Linked DNA regions of Xenopus tropicalis: region 2 is linked to region 1. A link is a contact called in public Hi-C data. All regions are on one chromosome and are shown on one strand. Each heading gives the region's core, a stretch centred on a gene start, on an enhancer-like site or on the middle of the called end of the contact. The rest is flanking DNA. Distances are from core to core; before and after follow the strand shown.

Evidence for each region. A called contact is a pair of places that touch in the nucleus more often than the background predicts.
Region 2: a contact with region 1 is called in a Hi-C map of tailbud embryo, with 2.1 times the contacts expected there. The contact joins the promoter of ndufa13 here to the promoter of tmem254 in region 1.

Annotation. Positions count from the first base shown.
Region 1 is chr7:52,982,844-52,989,804 of UCB_Xtro_10.0, reverse strand. It overlaps tmem254 (transmembrane protein 254), which reads right to left and starts at 4,107. Exons shown (of 4, transcript NM_001011433.1): 1 at 4,001-4,107; 2 at 3,477-3,580; 3 at 2,092-2,151; 4 at 1-763. The coding sequence starts at 4,087. The coding sequence ends at 640. It overlaps gprin2 (G protein-regulated inducer of neurite outgrowth 2), which reads left to right and starts at 4,282. Exons shown (of 2, transcript XM_012966865.3): 1 at 4,282-4,375.
Region 2 is chr7:53,118,097-53,124,566 of UCB_Xtro_10.0, reverse strand. ndufa13 (NADH:ubiquinone oxidoreductase subunit A13) reads left to right here and starts at 4,822. Exons shown (of 5, transcript NM_203569.1): 1 at 4,822-4,938. The coding sequence starts at 4,845.

The sequences.
Region 1 (6,961 bases), core at 2,858-5,357:
TGCACCAGTAAGAATGTGAGAAAGAAAGCTCAGTTTTATAAAAGGAGGTAGAGTTCCAGCTAGATAAGGAAGGGCTCATTCACAGTAGATGAATAACTATTTCAAACATATTTATAAAAAATTTTAGGGGAACTATCATGAAAACTAACATTTAACATAAGCTTTATGTCACAGAAATAAGAAACTGTATAAATATAATTAATTTGAAATTTCTCTACTGTTCCTGAAATAATCAAGTAAAACTTCACTACAATTAATATATCTAGAAAGTTTCTTTTTTCCATTAAGTGACACTAGAATTAACTTTTCATTTTTGCTATTAAAGTAAATTTAGAGCTGTATTTACAACATACTGTGCCTTAAGCATTAAAATAATAAAATGTGAAATAACAGGATATTAGGCAGATTATTAAGGAACACTTCCATTTTCATCAGATAAAACACATACAATAAAATAAACCTATCTCAGTCAATATGCTCATCTTTTGCTTTATTTCAGTAGTGTGAATAGGGGACATTGGAAATTGAAAGGCACATAACACATGGTCAGTTGCTAACCACAGTATTCATCTTGCTGCACAGGGAATTTTCAGTTTGGTGTACTGCTTAATATTATGTCCCCTTGCTATGCTCAGATTTCTATCTCATTTTCTTTGTTAACCCAGGATTGTATGCAAGAAGCAGTGAGAGAGATGATATTCCAAAGAAAAAAGTCTGTACGACCCAAAGGGCTTGCACACTGGTCTCTGTAATTCCTTTAGATCTGGAAGAGAGGGAAAAGAATACATACAAAAAATTATAACCAGTATGTACAGTGATACCAGCATGCAATTTACTTTTTCCCTTGCTCTTTAAATGATCTTTATCAGAATATTTATTTTATATGCTTGAGTATAAAGAGGGACCTATAAGAGAAAAAGAGAAGGTATTGGGGATTAGATAAATGAATGCTTTATTTTTACATCTTTTTTCTATAGTTTAGAGTTATTCTTAGCTCTATAGCAGTGGTCCCCAACCAGTGGCTCGGGGGCAACATGTTGCTCACCAACCCCTTGGATGTTGCTCTCAGTGCCCCCAAACCAGGTAGTTATTTCTGAATTCCTGACTTGGGGGCAAGTTTTGGTTGAATAAAAACAAGAATTACTACCAAATAAAGCCCCCTGTAAGCTGATAGTGTGCATAGAGGCTGCCAATCTTAGCCCTTATTTGGCACCTCCATGCACTTTAATGATGCTTGTGTTGCTCTCCAAGTCTTTTTACATTTGACTGTGGCTCACAAGTAAGAAAGGTTGGGGACCCCTGCTCTACAGCCATGACTATTTCTATGGTTGCCTAGATCAGACGTCTATCTAATAGGGAGAGAAGAAGAAAACTGAAGTTATAAAGATTGAGTAAACTTTGCACGACTACAGAGCAACATACTGTCCTTTTCACTGGAGATTCCCTTAGTTGCCAATGGAAAGGCATTTCTGAAAGATTAGTCACCGCGGAAGCAGAGATCTATTGGTCATAACTGCTTTTGAGACCCCAGAGCCACTGTTTTCCACTGCAAATTAAAAATTTTTCCTGCATTTGACATGAACCAAGTCTGTATTATTTGTTTCCCTGCTGCGTGAAAATACCAATAACAGGTTCTGTAGCCTTTATGCTATTATGTGCAGGAAGGGTACACAGAGAAAAGTACCTATATGATATGAACCTGGGTTCCAATGAATAACAGGACTGTGGCATAAGAATGGAATAATATCACCTATCATTGTGTTGTGTATTTATATTTCTACATTAAAGGAGCAGTTCTGTAACTGTAACAGGAAGAAGTGTGAAAGAAAAAGACAGACCTCTGTCCAATCATTGGCTGATGTGGCCTAGCATGTTGGTGTGCCTTGGCTTGTTTGTGTGCACTATGAATCCTATGATCCCTGGAGTTGGCCCTTAATTCTCAAAATGGCAAATTTTCTATTTAGGAGTACCCAATAGCACATACTACTAAAAAGGTGTATTTCTATGAAAATGGTTTATTTAGATGAAACAGATGAGCTTATTTTATATATATATTTTGCTGTATTATAAGAAATATGAAGATATACCAACCTGCAAAGCCAGGCACTATATACAGCTTCCAGAAGGTGCACTATCCATGCCCCCCAAAACCTGTTTGAATAAATAGAACATTTTTTTTTCATGAAAATCTGTGCACTGGAACACTTTTGCACTGGATCCATTTTATAGCAGCAGATAAAAAAAGGCAGCTTTCACTCATATTAATAAATAGACAGGTAACACAAAATGTTACATTATAAAGGTGCAACTAATGATTATTTATTTATATAAGCAACACTAAATAAATATTTCTTAGAAACAACCATATCATTCTGTGTAAAGGTGACTACACATACAATGATCCACTACACATACAATGATCCCCCAAACAGACATAAACTCTACTAAGGGCCAAACATAGTATGGCCACCTTTCTACTGTGAAATTTGTTCAGGCTGGCAGCTCAAAATATAGATATATATGTCCAGCCAGTATATACATACAAAAATGTTTCGTTGGTATGTATGTGGCCAGCTTAGCCAAGGTTTTTACCCCAAATGTGATTAGGAAGCAACAAATTACATTTGACTCCCATGTATAAAAAAAATAAGTACCAATATATTGTATTGAAAATAACATTCAATGTGCTACAGAAAGGCCCTACAGGACCCTGAATGGCTGCCATCAAACTGCTGCACATAGCTTATTTATATGACATCTATATAACATATTTATATACACACACATATATAGAAAGAAGAATAACCTCAGTTCTGGTAATGTTTCAGTAAACATTGATGGAAAAAACATATTTAGAACTACAACAGAAAACATAAAGGCCTGTGACACAAAGAAGAGAGTAAAAAATTCTGAGATGATCTACATGAGTTTGTTTTCAGTAGAGAGCAAAGTCTAAAGTTACATACATAAGGGAAATATCTGTAGTTACTCATTCATGTCAAGTGTGTGGTTTTTCTTTTTGTCCTATCAAGCCTTTAGAACTTTCTCAACATACTTAAAAATTACATATTACAATGCCCTTAACACCCCCCCCCCCTTTAAATCATCTCTGAAGAAACACTACCCACTATATGCCTGTATGTAAAAGAGCAGACGTTTTCAATCTCTGCACCTTGGATCACTAATGAGCTACTTTGTACCTGTAAATCCCAACATTTGAAATGCAATAAGCCCCAAAATGATACCAGAGCCCAGTGCAGCTGCTGTACCATTTATAGAATAGAGGTGAGGGTGGTTCTTTGGTACCCCTTGAGCAATGGGCCCTAGGCAGCTGCCTTTATTGTCCCTATTATAATCCACCCCTGGACCTAAACAGCATTTACTGAATATTGCAAATGAAGCTAAAAATCAACATTACTATTAACGTGTATATAAAATGGTGTACAAACATGTGGACAGCCTTTCCATTAACTTACCCATAATACAGGAGTGTGGGGTGGTTTTTCACCATGTATGCTGCAAAGGATCCTAACGGACCCAAGATCTTATAAGGAACTGTTGCAGGCCAGAAAACTGTCCACTGAAATAACAGAAAGCAAGATGTCAGGGCACGTCTATGCATGTGCATATCATTCAACTGCTGGATTAACAGTAAAACTATACAGTATAAAGACTCAAATGTAGTCTCAAAGCGGTGCAACACAATTTGCACCAACTTAGTTTTTTCAAAATGTGTACGTTTATGTGCAGTACTGGCGCAGCATTGTATGATAACCCAGAGCAACACTCTCCCCACAGTGCGGTGCGATTATACAGGGGGCTCTTAGGTGCACCAAAAGGTTACAAACACCGAGCGCCTATTGCACTGCGACATTATAACGTCTGACAGATTCAAAAACAGCTGAGCTTGACAGCCCGGACATGTCAATAACAGGACCCGCTCCGTGCGCTCAACTTCATCATTCGCCCAACCCTCAATATCGCTTTGTTCTCATCTTACCGCGAAGAATCCCATGGACAGAGCAATGACAACCATCCAGAACAGGCTTGCCCGCTGAAAATAGGTAGAACCGCCGTTCGATGCCATGGCTGTGGATGAATTAACTGCTGTACAAACGAAAGTAGGCACTGAACCGTCACACCTCATGTGATTCTATGTAGGAAGTGTCTGATTGGTCAGCTCATATCCTCACCCTATTGGCTCAAATAGTAAGCCAATACTGTGAGTATTTGCGCGGATTAATTCGTTACTTTCTAAAACACAAGGTAAAACGTTCCGTTACTAATATGTCTGAGCTCCCATAATTCCTTTTCCTCGCACCGAGGGCACTAGGATCTGTCCCCACACCTGTGTCACTTAGCTGCTGAAGGAACTGTAAGCACCAGGCGCACTCTCCGACTCTGTGTATGCTTGTATAGACTGAACCAGTTCGTAAGTAGATAAGACTGCTAAGGAGAGAGTTAATGTGAAATGCAAGAGTTCATTTTGCTGGGGCAGATTAGGGAGTGTAAACCTGCAGTGGCAGGATAATAAAAAGTTTTATTAATGAAAGGGTTAATAGTTTTTTTTTTTTTTTTTACAGGGGTTTATAGGTTAATTTGTGAGAGTGGATGGGTAACATACTTCCTGACCACCCCTAGTTATGACATAACATGCCCACTTGCATGCACCACCTCAGGCGCAGGTTTAGCTGGAGATATAAAGGGTTAGACTATTTAGTCTCTTGCTCACCTTGCACACAGCATAGAAACTAGCACAATCACACCCCCAAACTAGCCCGGGTATCCCAAGAACACTACCACCAACCCAACAAAGCCACAACCTGTCATATATTGTCCACAACCTGTTTCACATAGGTCAAAGGATTCATTTTCACCAATTTACAAAGCACTCCAGCAGTAAAACTATTAATTTAAACACATGTTCTGCCAGCAGTCAAATAGTTGAAGGACAACTATACCCCTCAATAAATAGTTAACCAACAGATAGATTACATTTTGTTGTGACCTATTAAAGAATCTTGCCTAACTGGTGAGTAAATATTGTGCATTTATATCCTTTCTTTTGATCCACCATTTAGTGATGGGCTGTGTGCTCACTCAGAGATCACAAGTCCAGAAATAATGCAGCTCTAACTGTAACAGGAAGACATGTTGAAGCAAAAGACAGAACTCTGTCCATTAATTGTCTGATGTGGCCTAGCATGTATGTGTGGCTTGGCTTGTTTGTGTGCACTGTGATTATGTGTTTATTTACATGAAGCAGGGTTTTACACATGAACTGGTTTATGCAATATATTTTTATAGAGACCTACATTGTTTGGGGGTATAGTTTTCCTTTAATTAGCTTTTACATGGACAACATTCAGTTGGCAGACTGTTACAGGCTATAGATTCATTGGATCAAAAAGGACTAAACATATTGGATTTTATATTTAAAGCAATACTGAAACATTCCTATGAAAATCATTACAAATTTGTCAGTATTACTAGATGGGTTGAGGCACAAACATGTTTCTGCCCAAATATCTCCTCAACCCAACATTACACCTCAGCTGACTGTTCAACATGGCTAAGGGCAGGGATACACTTAGCGCATTGTCTGGTTTCCTCCTCCTGTGTTTTGTACATAGGTGGAGGAAAGCAGATCCATGTTCATGCACTCACTCTTTTAGGTTTATTGACAAGCATCAGCTTGTGTGGATCTACATGAGTGGATATCATCACAAGAATTGATACTTTCACATTCCAGAGCAGATATCGACTGTGTAGCTCCAAACAGGCCAATGCTAGGCCAGTCAATGGAGCTAGAGGAGTGAGTGTAGGAAAGCCAATCAGCTGTCTCCCAAATGCAAGAGCAGAAAAGCAGACAATCTGATTTGTGTGTCCCTGCCCTTAAAGAATAAGTAAACCTTTTTTTTTCTATGAGTAAAATTACTCTAAACAGCCTCCAGAATTACCTACCTTTGTCCCAGCATTCTCTCTGACCTGGTTCCTCAGTCAGAAGGTATTCTTTATGGTTGCTTCCTTGTGCAGAGTGAAGCCCTGCCCCCACTTCCTGTTCAGTTCTCTCAGCAAAAAAAAAAAAAAGGCTAATGCACAGACTGGCTCCTGCTGCCTCCAGGCATGCGCAGAAGGCTCTTCACTCCGACAACCTTGTCGAATTGAAGAGAGAACTGAACAGGAAGTGGGGGCGGGGCTTCACTCTGCACAAGGAAGCAACGATAAAGAATACCTTCTGACTGAGGAACCAGGTCAGAAAGAATGTTGGGACAAAGGTTGGTAATTCTGGAGGCTGTTTAGAGTAATTTTACTCATAGAAAAAAAAGGTTTACTTGTTCTTTAAAGGGGTGGGTCACCTTTTAATTAACTTTTAGTATGTTATACAATGGCCTATTCTAAGCAACTTTTCAATTGGACTTATAGTTTTTGAATTAATTGCCTTCTTATTCCAGCTCTTTTGGGGTCACTGATCCCAGCAGCCAAAAAATGATAGCTTTGTGAAGCTACAGTGTTATTGTTATTTTTTGTAACTTTCTATTCTATTGAGACCCTCACCTATTTATATACAAGTCTCTCATCCAAACCACTGCCTGGTTGCTAAGGTAACTTGGACCCTAGAAATTAAATAGCTGCTGAAACTCCAGATCTGAAAGCTTCTAAACTGAAAATGAAATAACTAAAAAACTACAAATAATAAAGAATAACAACTAATTGCACATTGTCTCTGAGTATTTCTCTCTACATCATCAATATTCCCCTTGTAAGCAAGGACAGGCATCGAAAAGCAAAACCTTTATGGATGAATAAACATATTAGTGTCGAGGTTGGTAAGAAAAAACGTGCTTTTAAAACATTCAAGTTAGCTGGGACAGCGGAAATTTTCATCAGGTAAAATGAAGCAAATAAAGCATGCAAAAAAATCAGGCAAGCCAAAGTAGAGATGGAAAGGCATATTGCA
Region 2 (6,470 bases), core at 3,573-6,072, 130 kb before region 1:
AAAAGAAAACAATGTTGACATTTTCAGTTTTTGTAACCTCCCTGCTGTAAAGTCTTATGTTTTTATTGCACCCTTGCCAATTTTGCTGAACTGCAGAGTACCGTGTATTATTTTTCTGTTACCAAGACAGCAAAGAATTCCAGGATAATGGATCCCAGGAGCTGCTGGTGAGGTCAGCTCTCTGTATTCTTGGAACTATGGATTCATCCATCTGTGCATATGTGAAGTGAGCACGGTACTGTTGTGTGGGCTCAAAATAAAAAGTTTTGTCCCAAACATACTAAAAAGTTTTACATTTTAAATGTGTGTGAAAGCAATAGGAAACCTAGATTATAAGAACCATTGCGTTAGGGACTGAAATGGCTGTGTAAGTATGTCAGCACTATATACAGTAAATAAAGTATGGCCTTTGAAAACAACTGTCAAGCCTGACACTTTGTCGTATACCATTTCCATCCCTTTAGCAACAGCTAAAGATATGGCCATACATGCACTGATATTGTATGAAACAATAATAGGTGCGTATATAGTGGAAGATTAGCTGACCATTATCGGTAAAAGCCTTGGATATTGGTCATCAGGGAAGACTGAAAATTTGGATTGGGCGCCTTTGAAGGTGTAAGGATATTGACAAATATTAACGCTAAATAGTCAGATAGGGGTAAGAATTCCTTTTTCTCCACTGCAGTCTAGAATCTTTTTTCCCTTTGGGCATACACGTAAGGATGAAGACACGAGGCGATTAATCTGCGCAGGCAATTAATTGCAGCGATTTATACTCTAAGACAGTGCTGTCCAACTGGCGGCCCACAACCCCCCTCTGTGTGCCCCCCCCCACCTGTCTGGCTGCTTTGATGGCTTACTTTTGTGCAAGCTTTAAATGGTATCAGTACTGTGATTAACTGCCCCCCCTGCATGGTTCACACCTCAGATTCAGGCTGTAAACCCTCTGTATTGTTTAAAAATGTAATCCCCTGTGTTGTTCACACCTTTTAATCTCTGCATTGTTCACACCTGAGGCTCAGACTGTAATCACCCACATTGTTCCCCTGTTCACACCTCAGACTGTAGGAGCAGTAGAAACCCACAAATAATCCCTGCACACTACAAAAAGAACATATACTGAGGTGGTACTGCAATAAAAAGTTTTTTAATATATAGTTATTGTGCAGACTGTAGGAGCAGTGCCAGAATTGTGTCACTGTATGCTGTCTGTGTGTGCCATACAGCATAGGGCAAGCAGAGTATGGCGCACACACAGGCAGGGTAGGGCAGGCAGATTATGGTACACACAGGCAGAGTATGGCACAAACCAGCCAAGAATGGCACACACAGTCAAAGTATGGCACCGCAGGCAGGGTAGGGAAGGCAGAGTATGGCACACACAGGCAGGGTAGGGAAGGCAGATTTTTGCTGTACTACAACCATTAATATGGGTATGGTCATGTGATAACACGGGTGTGGTTTCAAGTGGGCGTGGTTTCAAAAAGGGGAGTGGTCAAAACTGGCTTCCATTATCGGCCCTCCACCACACATATATATATATATATATATATTGCCTTTCTCTGAATTAGCTAGTGTCAGGATTCCTTCTCTGCCATCTGGATGCTTGCACAGAGGTGTAAGGTCTATCATGGATGTACAAAACTTTTTTACACATTGTGCATGTTTTGATGTGCATGCATGATCGAACACGTTCCAGAGCATGTCCTGAAGCATGTGCAAAACACCTAAAGGAATGCCTTTAAAGGCCTGCACTTCCTTGCAAAGTGTTCTGCGCCACAAACTTGGCAAACGTTCTAAGCCTGCTATTTCAATTGGCTATTCTAATGCTGACCTTGCCTTTGATTTCTGACCACTCTGATTCCTGATGCAGAAGTATCCTGTTATACACACTCCTGCCACTCCTCCACTGAGGCGAGTCCTGTGTATATTTCAGGCACTGTTTCCCTAGTCATACATGTTGTAAAATAGCTAAACCTTATCTCTTACGGCTCTGCATTTAAAACCTTGACAGCTAGTTTTTAGGCAAGGTTAATTTATTCTACGGTCAGACAAGTGTGTTTCTTAGCCCTTCAAATAAATGTGGAACTCGATGTGTTCCATTGTGTTTGTCGCTAGCCTGTGACTCAATGAGTACAGAGTGATTGGAAAGAATGGGCTGTGTTTATTTCTATAGTGAAATGCATGTGTGTTAGAACCACATGGTCACATTTCACATGTAATGTCAAAACAAATGGGACAGTTGCAACCTTTACTTAATAACACACCAGCCTACTGTGTGTAAACACTCTTCTTGTTGCACTTGGCCATCTAAAACACACTTTCTCCCTAAATAAGGCAAATAATGCAGTTAACTAGGTGTTAATGAGTTCACCAGGAAGTGAAGGAGGAGTGAGAGATTAAAGAAGAACTCTCCATATGTCTTTCCCCGATATTCTAGTAAGAATAAACATGGAATGCTACACTAATTAAGTGAAAGTACTCAACTATGTAACGCCGCATTCACAATCATTAGCACCTGAATAACTATATTTTAAATTGCATTAACAAATTAAGATGGATAGCTAAATAAACCAAATTCAAATGTGTTTGCATTGTATCTGGTAAACAGCGTTGCTGTTATGAAAGCAAATCTGTATTAACTCCATAGGGCTATAATAGGGTTAACAAATCACTGTAAAATTAAGGGAAACACCTAGAAATTTTAGCTTGAAGGGCTGTAATGATCGCAATTAATTCTAACTGCTATCAGTGCTGCCCTGCTACATGCATTTATTGGATGTGTCCCTAAATTTTTAGGTGATCTGGTATCTTTAGGCTATGGCATATTCTGAATACCTGCTACCTACCACAGATCGTTTCCTGGAAATCTCTAAGGCTAATGTCAGACCAGGCGTATGGTGTATATTTTCAGCAAGCTGAAAAACGTTTGACAAAAATACCGCCATATGCCTCCTACCTGTGCCTGCACCCGAATGAATGGAATACGCTCAGGTGCAGGCACATGTAGCTGATATCTGCATAAAAACACAAGAGAATGCAAAGTCTTGCGTTTTTATGCATATTTCGGCTAAGTGCCTGCACCTGAGCATATTCCATTCATTCGGGTGCAGGCACAGGTAGGAGGTGTATGGTGGTATTTTCAGCTAGTGTTTTTCAGCTTCCCGAAAATATACGCCATACGCCTGGTCTGACATTAGCCTATAGGTAGCCATACACGTTCAGATCCGCTTGCTTGGTGAGGTCCCGATATCCCCACCTACGGGTGGGCGATATTGGGTGAATTTGGGCTAATTCAGTCGTTTGGCCCTGGGGCCAAACAATCGAATTAGAACGCCAGTAATAGGCGCAGTCGGTTCAGGGACCGCATCGACTCGCCGCTAGTACTGTGCACAAACATTTTGTAAAAATGCTAAATTTTGCTTTAATTCTTCACAGTTTGTGAGCACACAGTTTTTTAAAAAAAAAAATTCTGTGGGCAAATTTTTTGCAGGTATAGGCAGTGGGTCCTGGCACACCAAAGTATATTAGGTAGTGAGAGACAGTGTTTTTTTGACATCCCATATAAATTATACATAGTGGGAGGCTGTAACCACTGACACCCTAGTACATTATAACATTATGTAACGTAGTGAGCACTGCCTCCCAGGTACAGTACATAATAAAAGTTGGTACCAAGCACCTTAGATACAATCTGAGACAAGGGACACTGGTACGCTATATATCTTCACATTATATATACCACTTATCTTAGATATAGTAAAAGACAGTGGGAATTACACTGCATACAGCCTGAGGCAGTGTATACTGGCACCCCAGGTAAAATCAGTGTAGAGAAGTGGATACTACAACCCTATGAATATTTAATACCATTAGAGAAAATATACACTGACACTGCAAGCTATAAGATATAATGGAACTGGCAATGGGTTCTGGAAGAAAGGAACCAGTGCTCAAAGTATATCATCTGCACAAGCTATAGTGGGTACTGGCAAACACATTACATGAGTAAGAGAAAATCATGGTGGTATGCAATGGGTCAGAGATTCTGAAGCATCATATCTGCTTATCCCTCTACGGTAAAGAAAGCCACTACTTATAAAAAAAACAGGTATAAAACTGCTGCCATGTGCCATCTACTGACTTTTTCTGGTACTGCACCTCAATTCTGTTCCTATTTTTAAAGTGACACTGACATGTTCCTATAAAAATCCATAGAAATTTGTCAGTATTACTACTAACAGTTGCAATTTAAAATTCTAGCTAGTGAAAAGTCCCCAAAAGACACCCCAAGCTGAGTAGTACTTACCCAATTGATACTTCAACACAGCGAAAGGAGACTATGCAGTTGTTGTCCATCATGCTGGGTTGGGGGTGGCACAATCCTTCCATAGGCTTTCAAAGTACTGTTTCCATTTGTAATTAGCCTATGGAAGGATTTGATGCCCCCACCTAGTGTGATACAAGAAAAGAGCAAGGTTCTTTCTGCTCTGGGCCCCCTTCAAGGGGAGCAGGTACCACTGGCCTAGGGGGTGGGCTGTGGGGGAGTTTTAATTATAAAGCTTTTCATGCTGCAACCATTTAGTAACACCGAACATTCCTATGGATTTTCATAGTCAGTATTCCTTTAATAAGAAAATTTAATCCAAATGTGTCAACTAACACTACAATTTACCGCAAAAAATATGACGTCACGAAAATGCTTTTCTACCACCACAATAAAGTCGCATTTCAGAGTACCCCTTGTTTGCCATTAAGTAAGATGGCGCCTAAGCTCAAAGGGGATGTGGATTTATGTCATCACTAGTGGTCAGAGGACTTCGACAGGGGCTTAACTAAAGATGGCGGCGTCCAAGGTGAAGCAGGACTTGCCACCTCCTGGGGGCTATGGTCCTGTGGATTACAAGAGGAATTTACCCCGCCGAGGACTGAGCGGTGAGATTGCGGAGAGAACGCGAAGCATGAAATGCAGGAATCAAAATGGCAGGGCAGGATTAACTGCCGGCCACATTCTCTTGATAAAAACAATCGCAACATTAGTGTTGTCAGGATGTCATTGACAGTTGTATTGTATAATCTATGAACATAATGCTTAGGGCGGAGAAGGGATTTGCACCTGGTTTACCAGTATTTTAGGGGGGCCTTTAATGGGTATTATATCTGTTATCGTAACAATTGTAACATTTTTTTAGTAACACTTGTTACATTTTGTTTTTAGTATGCACTCGGTGATGTCTAACCTAACTGTTGGTGATCTACAGCTTTCAGTACTTGTAGGGCCACATGCCTGAGCTTCCCCCGATGACATTTTTATTTCCATGCTAAACACCTAGAAAGAGTATTTCTGTTCTGTGCCATACATAAAGTTTTGAGGTTTGCAACTTTATCTTTAATCAGTGCTATGCAAAGGGCCCTATGGCTTTTGCCCCCATATGTAATAAAAGCACAGCCTTTCCCAGGTGCAGAATCTCATAGCAACCAACATGATGATTGCTTTTAAACAGGTGATCAGTAAATATTGCCTGTTAATTGTTTGCCAAAGGTGACTAGAACTGTATCAAACATTTCACTTTTTGTTACATAACAGGGGTACCCAACCTTTTTACCTGTGAGACACTTTCAAATGTCAAGAGTTGGGGAGCAACACAAGCATAAACAGTTCCTGGGGTGCCAAATTAAGGCTGTTATTGGCTATTTGGTAGCCTATATAAGTAACATAAGGGGCCATTATGATGAGCAGGGAGTAAAGTGCACTAAACAGGCACAATCGTGTGACATTGCTAAGAGCACCTACTGTATTCAGGAGGTAGTCAGGTAGGTTCTTGCACCTCTTAGGGCTGGATCATCCATATCTTTTTCTTTCTGCATTTTGCATATAGGCAGAGAGAAGCTGCTGTCATCTGGTCTTTCGTGTAGCCCCAATTACAGGCATGGTGTCAGCCTGTGTGGAGCTACACTGAGTGGATTTTGGAGGGAAGAATGCATACATTTTGAATTTCCACATTGATATCCGCTAAGTGTAGCCCCATACAGGCCAACGCTATACCTGTCAATGGATCTAAAAAACTGAAGACAGTCGATCTGCATACAAAACGCAGGCTGACTAGAGCGAGTGATCCACTCAGTGTGCCCTTGCCCTTCGTGCTCTTTCACTCCTGTCCTTGTTCATAGTAAATAACCCCTATTTTCTGTGTACTAATTGTGTTGCCCTCCCATGGCATGCCACCATGCTTGCACAATTTAGCTGATTTGCAGTGCTTAGCCTTAAGGTGGCCATACACGTAGTATCGGTCGCAGAGAAGATTGTTCGTTTCCCCCACTGACATTCAGGGCTGAATCATAAGATGTGGAGGTAGAAACAATAGGAACTGTACCTCCTATTCAGCCCTGACGTGGATTTTGTTTGCCCACCTTCAATGGCGCCAGATCAAAATCTTTTAACCTGGCTGATCAATGAGATGACCGAT